Regions from separate parts of the Mus musculus genome. Here region 1 is linked to region 2. A link is a contact called in public HiChIP or PLAC-seq data. All regions are on one chromosome and are shown on one strand. The core of a region is the stretch at or near the end of the contact, and the rest is flanking DNA. Distances in the headings are between cores, read along the strand shown.

Region 1 (6,199 bases), core at 265-2,764, 39 kb after region 2:
CAAGTGATTCATTCACCTGGGTATCAATTGATGGTGGCTCTGTGATAGATGCGGCCTCCATGATGCAGCCTCCAGAACATGGAGGCCGCTTGTGTTAACAGCTCAGACCTACAGAAGTGATGGTCTGGAAGAAAAGAAGCAAATCAACAAAAATCAGAAGTGTGTGCTCAGTAGGCAGAGGAAGGGCAGCATCGTCTTCATGTTGGCCTGGAAGATCTCAGAGTCAAATCTGCTGCGTCCCAGATTCATGGCAAGAGACTCACTTCTAGGAAGAAGGAATTTTAAAGAATGTATATATGGATATGGTTAGAAACCACAAACCCTAAAACAAATTCAAGTACAGTTGACCATCAATATTGTAGTGAGATTTCTGCAGTCTTAATGGTTTCTTTTTGATGTATAGATCCTTGGAGATATTTGCCTCCGGTAGAAACTGTTAATATCAAAATTGAAATCTGATCTAGGGCTTTTTGATGCATGGAGAGAGTGTGTGTGTGTGTGTGTGTCAGAGTTCTTTGCTGATGAGTAAATTGAGGCTTAGCTCAGTGTTTAAGGAATGGTAATGGTAAAGCAGGTCTGTGTTTTTCATCAACCTAAATGGGTTAAATGTACTTAACCTTTCCAGTAGCATACATGATTATTACATGATTATTTCATGTTGCCTCTCTGTCATGTGCTGTAGTGGTGATTTGTTCTTGACTGAATGGATGTGTTATACTTTGGTCTCCTAAAGATAAAGATACAGGCTCCTGTGGATCCTCTTACCTCCTCCGAGGTTTTTGATGGCGAGACAGTCTGCTGTCTTCTTCCTTTGCTGCTGCTGCCATTGCTGTGGGATAAACATTTTAGGTGTGAGCTGATTCATCTGCGCTTTTGAAGGAATTGAAATTATTTATGATGAAGTAGTAAGTTTTATATAAGCTTGTGAAGGTGTTTAACATGAATTAATATTTACTTTTGGCTTTCTGCATTGGTAGACAAGCTCTGCTCCTAAAGAAAGACCAGCACCTGCTGTGAGTTCTACTTGTGCTACAGCTGAGGATTCCTCCGTCCTCTACAGCAGAGTGGCGGTGCAGGGGGATGTGGTTCGTGAATTGAAAGCCAAGAAAGCGCCAAAGGAAGATATAGACGCAGCTGTGAAGCAGCTTTTGACTTTGAAAGCTGAATATAAAGAGAAAACTGGGCAGGAGTATAAACCTGGGAACCCCTCTGCTGCAGCAGTACAGACTGTTTCTACAAAGTCATCATCAAACACTGTGGAAAGTACATCTTTATACAATAAAGTCGCTGCCCAAGGGGAGGTGGTCCGAAAGCTGAAAGCGGAAAAGGCTCCTAAGGTCAGTGTGCTGGATTCACACGTGCAGCGTAAGCAAGCCCTTCTCTCCCATGAAGCAGATTCTAGACTCCCTGTTTAAATACTTTTGAGCTAGAAATCATCATTTATTACTGCCTGAGGCTGCAGAATGACTCAGTGCATAAGTATGCATACTGCTTTTGCAGAAGAGCTAAATTTGTCTTCCAGAACCCATGTCAAGCCTTTTACAACTCTTCTTCTATCCAGCTCCAGGCAGATCCAGTGTTACAGTCTCAGTGTGCAGCTGTACTTGTGCACATACCTGTCCATAGATACATACATACATACATACATACATACATACATACATACATACATACCTGTCCATAGATAGATACATACATACATACTCTCACACATACAAACAAACAAGAGAAAAATCTTTTTAAAATGGAAAAACATTTAAGTGTTTTTTAAAAAAAAAACAAACCCTCACAGTTCATAGGGGTGAGGGACATTGTGATGTGAGTGTGACCTGGGTGATACATTTGAGTGGTTATAAGATGGATTTATAGCCCAGAGTAATGCGGAAGGAGAAGGCAGTTCATAAGGGTATTTAAAATATTCCTTGTAGGCTGGAGTATAGCTCAAAAACTTTTTTTTTTTTTTAAATAAGGTCTCTGTATGTACCCTGGCTGTCCTAGAACTTATTAAATAAATAGGCTGGCCTTGAACTCGCAGAGATTTATCCACCTCTGCTTCCAAACTGATGGGACTAAAGGTATAAGCCATCACACCTAGAGGTATCACTCAGTTTAGAGACTGTTTAATAGGCATGAAGCTTGGAATGACCCCCAGCATATCTCTCTCTCCCTCTCCCTCTCCCTCTCCCTCTCCCTCTTGAAGTAAGAGAAGCCTTTTACAGATGACAGAGTTCATCTTGACTGTGGAACTGAGATTCTTGCTCTTTGTGCATTAGAAGTTTTAGATGTCTTGTTAAAACACAAGGACCATGGCCTCTCTTCTTTATGCTAAAGGAAACCCAGGATATGCAAAGCGACATCCTGCCTTTTGTATTACTGTGTTTCTCATCTCTGACCAAATAACCTGACAGGCAGTCCATGGGGGAAAGGCTGTCCTCACTCACAAGTCAGGCATGCAGTCCGCCATAGATCAGGACAGGCAAGAGTGTCTCACGGACCTGCTGATGGGATTTATTCACTTTCTTCATGGGCTTGAAGCAAAGAAAGGAGACACAGGCACTGGCCTGGCATTCTGTCCTTCATTTATTCTGGACCCCCAGCCGCTGGGATGGTGGCACCCATCTCAGCATTCATATCCTTCAGTTTATCCTCTCTGCAAACACCCTACAGATATCCAAAGCTGTGTCTCCTAGGTGATTCTAAATGCAGTTAAATTGGCAGTGAAGAGTAACCCTCACAGTATTTTAATTGTGCCCAAATAATTGTTCAGGTGTTGTTGCTGCTGGCCCAGGGATTGAAGAGAGCCACCATGTCTGGCTCTGGGTTTGGTCTTGTTTGTTTGTATGGCAGATATTCTTAGTTCCTCTAGTCAAAAGTGTTTTGAGACATGTCATCAGCCACTAAAGCCAGTCACAGAACAGAATCATGGGACTCACCCATCCTTTAAGTGGCCCTGAAGATAGCACAGGTTTTTAAACTGGCCACTAAACTTGCCTGTGAGGTCTCATCCACCTGGATGTGTGTCCTTGGCACCAGTGATGTGGGTTAGGGAGGGGTGGGATGTAAGGCCCAGGGGATGGAAGAGCAAGGGCCAAAGGGGAGTCAGCGTTCCAGAGGCAGGTACAGGCCCGTGAACTCTGTTATTCTGCACGGCCCTGCAATGCCTGAGCCTTCCAGGTCCAACAGAGGCAGAGAGAGCTATTTTTAATTTAAAAAAAAAATTACATTCATTCATTATGTAGTTTCTGATGATTTAGACAGTAACCATAAATGGCAAAGGCATTATGAAGCACTAAACTTTAGATTCTACAGCCCAGTTTAGCAGAGTATGAAATGTTAATGGGACACTGCTAGCCACAGTCAGTAGTCTGTGTTGTCTCTGTCTATTCCAGGCTGTGGAGTTAGGAAGTTGAAGTGGAGACTCACAGAGCCTGACTCCTGCCCAGGAGCAGAGGGTTTAGCAAACTAATTGGGCTCTGCTCTGCTGTACTAACTGGTGGAGTCATGACTTCTTTGGAGATATTTCTTACAGAGTTTACTAATTCAAATAAACAGATTTCTAATTAGAAGATACTATTTTTTTTTAAAAAATCCTGTGACCTTTTAATTTGTTAATTTCAATATCTTGTAAACACAGGCCACAGGCTTCACCCTCCCCACTCTTTCAGTGGAAACATGGCTGGTTGTGGTTGGCTTTAGCTCCTTCCCACCAAGTTGAAGCCTCTGCTCTGGGGAGGTGTTTCTTATAAATGCGTGTGGTTATTGCTTGCTTATGTGTGCTAAAGAGAAAAGGTGAAGTTTTTTAGAGGAAAAAAAATGACGTTTTAGCTGTTTTGAGAAGTTCTCAGCATTTAATAGCTAAGGAAACTAGATTTCTCTTTTTGATGGTCTCACCATTCTCCATGTTAAACTGCTTCCACCTAGTGGCTGCTGCAGAAATAGCACTTCACATATTTAAATTCTAAATGAGCAGAGATGAGGGCTTCTATTTCTATTTTCTCCCAGTCTTGAATTAAAATTTTAAGATCATTTTTGAATAGCTTAGATTCAGCCTGAAACATTCAGAGAAATTTTGTGTGTGTTATTTTTGTCATCATTTGTCCACATCAATGACTATCTAAAATTTTATTTGTGTAGTTGTGTTTCATAAGCTCAAAACAATCTTTGTCCATTAGGAACGTAACGTCTAGTAGCTCTGGAAGTAAGTACGTCATACAGTGTCACTCAGCAGCTTCTTCTTAGTCTAGAAAAAAGTTAAAAGGCTGCTTTCCACATTCTTTAGTGTATACTATATACTGCCAGGGACACTCAGATAATACATAATATGCATGTTCATATACAGTGTTTGTGTGTGTGAAGCTGCTAGATGTTGCTCCTGTATCTCTGTCTACCTCACTTTTTGAGATGGGGACTTAGCAAAGCTGGAGCTTACTGTGGCTGGAATGTGAGTGGTGAGCCCTGTGCACACTCACACCAGTGTTGACACACTGACCATGCTGTGAACTCTGTAGTCAGGATAGCCAGGCATGATTACTGCCTGCGTATCTAGATGCCGTGTAGGTGAGAATTAAGTAAAACAGTTCCTTGTAGGACACTTAGCATGGCATCTGGCAGAGCCCAAATATGACTTGAAGTGAAAAAGCTTTTTGTTAGTAATTCTAGTTTTCCTCAGAAACCTTTACAGCTGTTTTCTAAGTCATCAGGGAAATTTTCATGGTGATAATTATACATATAATCTTGGTAGAGTATCTCATTCAATAATGTGATAGATTATTTATCTTAATTTTCTTTTCTATAATATTTCTAATTGTCAAACAGAAATTTTTCCTTAAGACACTGTACCATTTGACTTCAAACTCAAGTGAATGTTTAAACTTTATTTTAATGCTATTATTAAAGAGTACTAGAGAAAGAGAGCATGTGTGAGTGTGTATGTGTAAGTACGAGTGTGTGTGATAAGTGATCAGACACAGCTGTGGGAGTCAGTTCTCTCTTGGGTCAACTTGGGTTATTGGAACTTCTTTCAAAAAGTATATTGTAGACATATTTACAAGGGTGTCCTTTTTTTTCTTATTCTTCACATTTTCATTCTTTTTTTGGTTTTTCGAGACAGGGTTTCTCTGTATAGCCCTGACTGTCCTGGAACTCACTCTGTAGACCAGGCTGGCCTGGAACTCAGAAATCCGCCTGCCTCTGCCTTCCGAGTGATGGGATTAAAGGTGTGCGCCACCATGCCCGGCACACATTTTCATTCTTTTAGCTGACAGTGTAACCTTGCCTTCCTTTTCCCTGCCTTTCCTTCCATTTCCTTCTTCATTTCTCCAACCATGGATTCCCCTCCTGTTCTCATTCCTTATCTTTAACTGTGACATTTTTCTAAAGAAAGGCATTCTATTGGGAAATAACTATAATTCTGAAGTAATGGCAATATGGGTCAGGTTGGGAGTACACGTAGCCTTCCCTGATCTTCTTTGTTCACCCACACCCCTAACCCTTTTTTCCTGGGTCATGGTTACACTGTGTAGCCCAAGGCTAGCCTTGGACTCAGGATTGCTCTGCCTCAGTTTCCACAGACTGGAATTACGACCGTCAGCACCAGCTCTCCTCGATTCTTCCTGTGCGTTTACTCTACTTGGTTGTTCCTGGGATCACAGAGTGCCAAGTTTGTAGGGAGAAAAACAGAGTAGCCCGAGATGTGCGCTGCCATCTCCTGGATGCAGGGTCCTTGCGGCTGCTGCAGTGCTGCTCCTGCAGGACTGGGCTGTGAGCCAGTCTTATCTGTACTCCCTGGCTCCTGTGGCATTTATTATTCTGTTAGCCTATGCAGTGCTGTGCTGTATCCGTGAAAGCCGAGAGGCGTAGCGCTGAACAGGGAGGCACTATTTCTTCACTGTTTGGTTGTTGTCTTGAGGTTCTCCATCAGATGTTAGTTTGTGGTGGTAGCTTGAAGTCGGACATCCAGCTTGTCCTTCCCCTGTGCTGCTGTCTGTCTTCTGTCACAGAGTGTCAAGTATCTCCTTGATGAGGATGTCATTTCTTCTATGTTGAATTATCAGATATTGAAATTTGCAGGTATGCGTGTAAGTTAAGACTTCATCATACTTTCTTTTTAATTTTTGAAAGTGGTCTGTAAGAGTGATTTCAGACCTTCATCAGATAACAAAACCAGAGAGTACACAGAGCTCTTAGCATGGTATTTCCA
Region 2 (7,110 bases), core at 1,553-4,052:
TTCTATGAACAGTGAGATAAACTGAGTTTTTAGAAATGGGGGGGGGGCACTGTGGGGATGGCTCAGTGATAAAGAAGACTTCCTGGTTTGCTGAGATCTCGAGTTCACTTCCCAGCACACACCAGGTGATTCACATCCACCTATAACTCCAGCTCCAGGAGGTTGGATGCCCTCATATACCTCCAGGGTTACACACAGAAAAATAAACAAATTTAAAAGTTGTTTTTTTATTTTAAATTATGTATGTGTGGTTTGTATGTGTGAGGCCAATGCCCTGGAGGCCTGAAGAGGGTGCTGGAGTTAGAGATGGTGGTGAGCTGCCTGTGGTAACCCTGGTAACAGCAAGTGCTCTTTTTATTTATGTTTGTTGGTATTTTGCCAGCATGTATATCTGTGCACATGTATGTGCATGTATATCTGTGCACATGTATGTGCATCTAATGCCTGCAGGGGCCAGAGAAGGTATGGGATTCTTTCCTAGTTTTATGTCAACTTAACAGAAGCTAGAATCATTTTGGAAAAGGAATGTTTCCACCAGATTGGCCTGTGGTGCATTTTCTTGACTGATGATTGACGTGGGAGGGCCCAGCTCTGTATTCAGTGACATTCCTGAGATGGTGGTCCTGGGTACTATAAGAAAACAGGCTGAGCCAGCCCTGAAGAGCAACCCAGTAAATAGCGCCCCTCCATGGCTTCTATATCAGGTTCCTGCCTCCAGGTTCCTGCTTGAATCCCTGCTCCTACTCAGCTGCAGTGATGGACTGTTATCTGGAAGTGTGAGATAAAATAAGCCTGCCCCCATCCCAAGTTGCTTTTGGCCATAGTGTTTTATGAGAGCAACAGAATTTCTAACTAAGACACCCTGCAATCTGAGTTATATATGTTTGTGAGCCACCATGTAGGTTCCAGGAATTAAACCAGAATCCTCTGTGAGAGCAGCCACTGTTCTTAACTGCTGAGACACTCCTTATCCCCACCCCCTAAGTAAACATTTTAAAGTAGCTCAGTGGTGATTTCCCCAGCATGCATCAGGGCTTCGGATACAGGATTGGGGAAACGCCTCATTTTTGTGACATAACCCATTTTCTGCAGTTTGTTTGTTTGGTTTTTTTGGTTGGTTGGGTTTTTTTTTTTTTTTTTTTTTTTTTTTTTTTTTTTTTTTTTTTTGTAAATAGAGTTCTTTAGTTATTTCAGGTCAATCCTTGTGATAGATAGGTAGATATAGAGATTCTGCCTCAGACGATCAAACCAACAAATAAGTATAGTAATGGTTAAAAGACAAGAACTTCAAGAAAGACTTCAGGACTCAGTGTTTAGTATCTTAAGAGTAGAACACTTGCAGAGCCTTGGCTAGATTGCTCAGATGCAAAACCAAAAGCACACTGCTGCCCTAATATTTGTCCTGTTTCCGGGTGTATAAGTAGGCATCTTTCAGGGGGGTTTCTAATCCAAATTCTCTGTGATGCATGTGTTTGCCCAGGGCATTTTCCAAAAGTTCAAGTTCAAGGTGCAGGCGAGATTTCAGAAGCAGTACATATTTACCCTTACCTTCCAATAGCCTCAGGAATGTGCCAATGTTTTCATGTAACTATAGGGTAGCTATTTCTTTGGGTCCCTGCCTCTGAACCAGCATTTATACACAGCCATTTTGCAGCCGGCAAGGTACTTCTATTACAAAGGAATGAAAGAAGGCACCAGCCAGTGCACTTAATGCCATTTTGTTTCTTCTCTGACTCAATCCCCTACCCCCAGTCATACTCTTCTCTAATTACCTTGGATTCCAGAAATGACAAGACAAGTCTATCATGAAGACCTCCTCAGAGGCAGCCACTATGATTCAAAGTTGGAGTTTACTATGTGATTTTTTTTTTTTTTAAAGCATGGGAGTTGACAGGTGCTCCAAAGAGGACGCATACCACAGTCACACTTCATGGTCTTAGCAAGAACACTGAAGTTATTATTTTTAAAGGTTATTAAGGAATTTGGTCATGGGCTGTTCCTGAATTGTTCTTTTGTTTCCACTGTGAACACAAGTTAACTGTTGTGAGGTTCGCAGACCATCCTTAAGCTCACATACGCGTAGGCCTCCAGCCTGAATTATTATTATTGGTTTTTTGAGACAGGGTTTCTCTGTATAGCCTGAATTATTATTAACCCTCTCATTTGAAGATGCTTCTCTCTAAAACAGACAAACAAAACCCCCAAACATTGTCAATATTGGCAGGCTTCACTACAGATAGTAACATCTGGAAATCTTGATTCTCAGGGCCAGGAGGCCCAGCAAGCAGGTCCTTTTTCTCTTTGTCCCCATAGTTTTCTGTATTTCTAGCTTGCCTCCTAGATGCTGGGACGTGCACCACACCAAACAATCCTGAAAATATTTCCTTTTAGAGAAGACTGAAGGGAAGCTCCCTTATACCCAGTGTAGCTCGTCGACTTTGTGCATGGATGTGCCACTGCCCCAGAATGGACTAGTCTATCGTCCGCCTGCTTCCCTCACTTTCCGATGGGTCTTAACGGCTGTTCCTTTTCCACAACGGAGTGGCACCTCACGGGTGCCCAGTCCTGCTGCCAAGAGGCAACTGGAGCGTGCGGTTAAGGTGGAGGCGACGCACGGCGATTACGTTCAATAGCGTTCGCCAGACGTCAGTATCCGCGGGCCGGGGACGGGAGAGAGGCTGAAATGTCGTGGGCGCGCAGCGATGACGCACAGAGTAGCCTGCCTTGACCTCTCTGCAGTCGTGGCGCGTGGAGTGGGGCGGAGCGAAGGCTGCCTTGGCGGGCGCATATTTATGACGTGTCGTAGCGTGCGCACCGACTCCGGCGGTGGCGGCCCGTGGGGAGGAGTCAGGGCTGCGGTGCCTTCGGTCGCGCGCACACGTTGCATCTCCTTGCTTCCACCTGAACCCTCGCCGCCAGGAAGGCAGCCCGACGAGTAGACCGCAGCTCCTGGGAGATGGCGGCGCTGTGCCTCACGGTGAACGCCGGAAACCCTCCGCTGGGTAAGGGCGCCGCCGACCCGCGCGGGTTGCATCAGCGCGTGGGTGCGGGGCTGGTGCCGCGGCGGTCACGCCGAACGAGCCTCCCGCCCCGGGACGGACGGGCCTGTTCTGCTCTGCGGGGAACCCAGCCCCGCGTGGCCCCGGCCTCTGTCCGCTCGGGGCGCCGTCTCCCGAGGCCCGCTGTCCCGGGAGTGGGGGGACAGGACCAGAGCCCCGCGGGGAGACACGAGACTATGGCTGCGACTCTGCCAGGGTCCCAAGTGGCTTTTGAAGTGGAATTAAAACCCCAACTGTCTGTCCGGCCCGTCCTTTTAATGCGATCTAGGAACCTCCCGCCCCTTCCCCACCTCTCAGGAGATCTGAATTCACTTGCCCCACTTTCCCTTCGGTTGTCGAGTTAAAGGGAGCAAGGTAGACTTTTCTGTCAGCACTTGGAATTTTTACTGAGGCTGCGTTGGCTTGTGGTCGAAGGCTGTAATTACGGAAAGCCGTAGGAACGCTGCGGACTAATGCTACTGGCTGTTTTACTACACACCCCGTGGACGTAGTCCAGGCTCGAGTAAACGTCATCCTACGTTCCATTCGAAATTGATTTTTCAAAGTGGCTAACGCTATTGCTAGCTAGTTTAAAATTTCTGTCTTTTCATTACTTTGGGAAACAACCCAAAAATTTTATCATGTAGACTTGGAAGTACTTTTTCTAATACTCAAAAAGTCAGCCCCTTGAATACAATTGGCCATGTGGGGCTGATGAAATTTCTTGCAACCTCAACTTTGACAGCAGTCTGCGCCTATTGGAGTGAAAAGACATTTATTTATGTATTAATGCGCTGGGAAACAGCTCAGGGAGCTTTGCATTGTAGGCAAGCACTTGACTGTTGAGCCACACTCACCAGCCCTAAAAATAGACTGTAGCAATCGCTTGAAATGTTCTAAAATGATAACATTTTAGCATGTTAGTTCCAGTCTCTGTATGCTAACCTCACAACAAATCCATGAGCCCTGAAAGAAGTAGATGTGATTCTTGGTTTGAAACGGCACTAGGTAGATGATGCTGACCTCGTGGCTAATCCTGGAGGCCTGAGTTCTGCCCGCTGCGGAGTGCAGTTGAGATTCCTTGATTTGTTCTGTAAGGAAGAAGGAAACCTTTCCAGCGCTGGTTGCCAGAATTTAGTGAGACTACAGGAAGAGTTTTTTCACATTTTAGCTGTTCAGTGCATAGCTAAACTATAGGTTTGGTTTTTTTTTGTTTTTGTTCCCCCCCCCCCCCCCCGGAGGGGTGGGGTGTGTGTGTGAGGTTTTTTGTGTTTGTAAAAACTGCCTTGAAAAATCACTGCAGGGGACCATGAAGTCTGTATCCTTAAAACTCAGAATCAAATTCTGCTGGTATTCTGGAAAACACTCTTAAATTTGGTTTGCATTTTGAACTCTAAGCCAGTTAGAGAATGTATATTATTTTTCTGCTTGCACCTCTTTCTCTTATTTTAATTTTTTATTGCCTATAGATCAGATATATATTCTCTTTTAAGTAATAAAATTGGATTAAATATTTAGAAAAAACCCATCACATTGTGAGGATTTTATGGCTTTAACATGTCATTTTGTGAGAGTGTGTGTGTGCTAAAACACTTTCAAACTCACACATAGAACTTTCCCCATCCTACTTAAGAACACAGAGCTTATTTGATGCTTCTGCCTCCAGAATACTTCTTCGGTGTCTCCTACAGGCAAGGAATCTCTCCCTGACTTCATCCAGGAAGTATAGGCTGATAGAATTCTGCCTAATGCTCAGTCGTCTTTGTTGTTCTGGGGCTGATTGTTCTAAGTAGTTGCCAGGATCTAGGAGGACCATGCTTTATTTGCCCTTTACTGTCCTTTTTCACGTCTTCTTTCAATGTGGAATGATTTATTAGCTTGGTTTTAATAGCGTTGTCTCCTGAAGATGCCAAACCTCTTACTTATGTATCCCTTAATTGGGTTGTTAAATGTTTCCCAGTGGTTGGCGTCAAGCTGTCCGTCCTGGGCAGGGATGGTGGAATCATTCCTGCTGTACATTGCCAGCCCAGCAGTCGGTGTGTGAATTTGATTTGTCCGTTCTGGTCTTGAACACTTATTGAAGTGCCACCTGCCTGTCATTGTGCTGTCCACCTGCCACTACCCCGGATGTAAAGCTTTCTCTTTCAACCAAAGGCATTTTTAGTTTATTTTTTCATTGATTTATTTATTTGTTCACTTTACAGTCCAATCGAAGTCCCCCTCCCTCCTCTCCTTCTAGTCCCACCCTTACACTGCCTTCCCCAGTCCTCTCTTCCCTTTTCAGAGAATGGAAAGCCCCCTGTGGATCTAGGCCACTGAGGCCAGACAAGACTCCACGCTAGGGTAAAAGGAGGCAATAGAGTCAGAGACAGCCCTGCTCCAGTTGTTAGGAGATCCATATGGAGACCAAGCTGCACATCTGCTGTGTGCATGTTGAGGACAACCAAAGGCATTTTAACTGAAAGAACTTGGGGCCGTGCAAACATTTCTCTCTTCATTGGTTTCGGCTTCCATTGTTGTATCCTGCCTATCTGGGTTATTAAAGAGTGTGACTTTGCAATTTGACATTTCCTTTCATGTGTATCAGCAATTTTCTCATGTTACATTCATAACAAAATGTATGTGAAATACTTCATTTCCTATTTAAAACTAATTTTGAGAATTAGTTGACTTGGAATTTGCATATATCTAAGTTCACCAATGGTAATTGTATGCTTTAATATCCAATGGCAAATATGTATGGACATATGTGATATATAAACCTCCATAACAATAATGCCAAATATTCCCATTACAGAAAATTCTCTCTCTGTCCCTGGCATCTGGTAGCCAGTTACCTGATTTTTGTTGTTTTGTTTTTGCTTTTAGGATTTTGTGTACATTGATTCATACCATATATGTCTTTATATACACAAGATAGTGCTTTGTGATACATCTTGTTGCCTATAACAATAGTTCGTTCTTTTTATATGCGAGACAGGGCTCCCATTTTGGATATGCCAAAATGTATCTCATTTACTTGGATTGTCCTAGTTTGTCCCTCCAAATTTTTGTCTGCTTTTTAAAAACATGTTACCTTTGAGAAATCCATTGTTGTCTTAGTCTGGTTTGTGCTGCTTTAAGACAGTACCACAGACAGGGTGATTTGTAATGGACAGAAGTTTTCTGGCTCACAGCTCTGGAGGCTGAAAAGTCTTAAGATCAACAAGCCAGTTGTAGTGGTAGTCTTGCTGTGTCATAGATGCTTGAGGAAGGGGAAGACAGAACAGCCCCTCCCCCTCACTGTATCAGTTCTTTCCTGAAGGTTCAGCTCCCCTTCACCCTTCCATCGTTATTGAGCCTAGGGCCTCAAGCATTCCAGGCTTCCCTTGAATTCCTGATGTTCCTGCCCCAGCTTCCAGGGTGCTGGGAATACAGGCATCACGCTTGACTCTATAGGACCCTTTCTTAGACTGTGACCAGGGTAACTAAATCTCAACATACAGTTTAACAGGGGACAGACCTACAAACCATAGTCAACATAACTTAGATAGTGACAGAAACACTCAAATCAGCACACTTGTTTTCTATTATAATAAGCTGTGCAAGATTATTGTACTTTCTTTGATAGGGCCTTATTCCCAGTAGAGCATAGTATTTACATAGAATACTATGTGCAGAATATGTGTCTGCTAGTTTTCCATCTTAACCAAAAAAAAAAAGGGGGGGGGGACACACAGGATGGGTGAATTTACTCACTGTTAGGTGCGGGAAGACAGCGTTACAGCGTGTTTTAGAATTTGAGATCTGAACCGTTTGACTTGCATTCACGTGCTGACTGCTGAATTAGCCAAGGGGACTGAGCCTGCTGTTTACCCTCTGTAAGCCTCAGCTTCCTCTTGAGGTTGCTAGAGGATTAAAAGTTGTGTGACCATCATGCATCCAGCAGAGTACATAACATGTTGTATTGAAATATAAAAGCCACCATTCTAATTTCTTACCCTCTTCTAGCGGAGGAAAGGAATTTCATGCCACTAACTGGAAGCTGGACACGGTTACGAGCAAGTTAGCTGTATTACAACAGGTTCTGACT

What was found. HiChIP or PLAC-seq counts read pairs in DNA pulled down with a chosen protein or histone mark.
Region 1: a contact with region 2 is called in an H3K27ac HiChIP or PLAC-seq map of trophoblast stem cells, with 15 read pairs. The contact joins the enhancer-like site here to the promoter of Eprs in region 2. A contact is called at or near these places in 14 of 39 promoter capture datasets (the 3T3-L1 cell line, the C10 cell line, HPC-7-derived erythroid cells and 7 more), 1 of 15 datasets of contacts at CTCF or cohesin (the NIH/3T3 cell line), 117 of 484 Hi-C or Micro-C datasets (the 63-12 cell line, B cells, the C10 cell line and 56 more), 21 of 115 datasets of contacts at active chromatin or transcription factors (CD8 T cells, the HPC-7 cell line, the NIH/3T3 cell line and 9 more) and 4 of 9 other capture datasets (adipose tissue, embryonic stem cells, liver and 1 more).

Annotation. Positions count from the first base shown.
Region 1 is chr1:185,400,332-185,406,530 of GRCm38.p6, forward strand. Eprs (glutamyl-prolyl-tRNA synthetase) reads left to right here. Exons shown (of 32, transcript NM_029735.2): 18 at 978-1,337. Among named protein-coding and RNA genes, the nearest start is that of 9630028B13Rik, 38 kb to the right of the region's middle. Within about 2 kb of position 1,515, at least 18 of the 459 cell types and tissues checked have an H3K27ac peak or open chromatin away from gene starts, as enhancers often do. A contact at or near this core is called in trophoblast stem cells, where this site is marked.
Region 2 is chr1:185,360,242-185,367,351 of GRCm38.p6, forward strand. It overlaps Eprs (glutamyl-prolyl-tRNA synthetase), which reads left to right and starts at 2,803. Exons shown (of 32, transcript NM_029735.2): 1 at 2,803-3,002. The coding sequence starts at 2,957.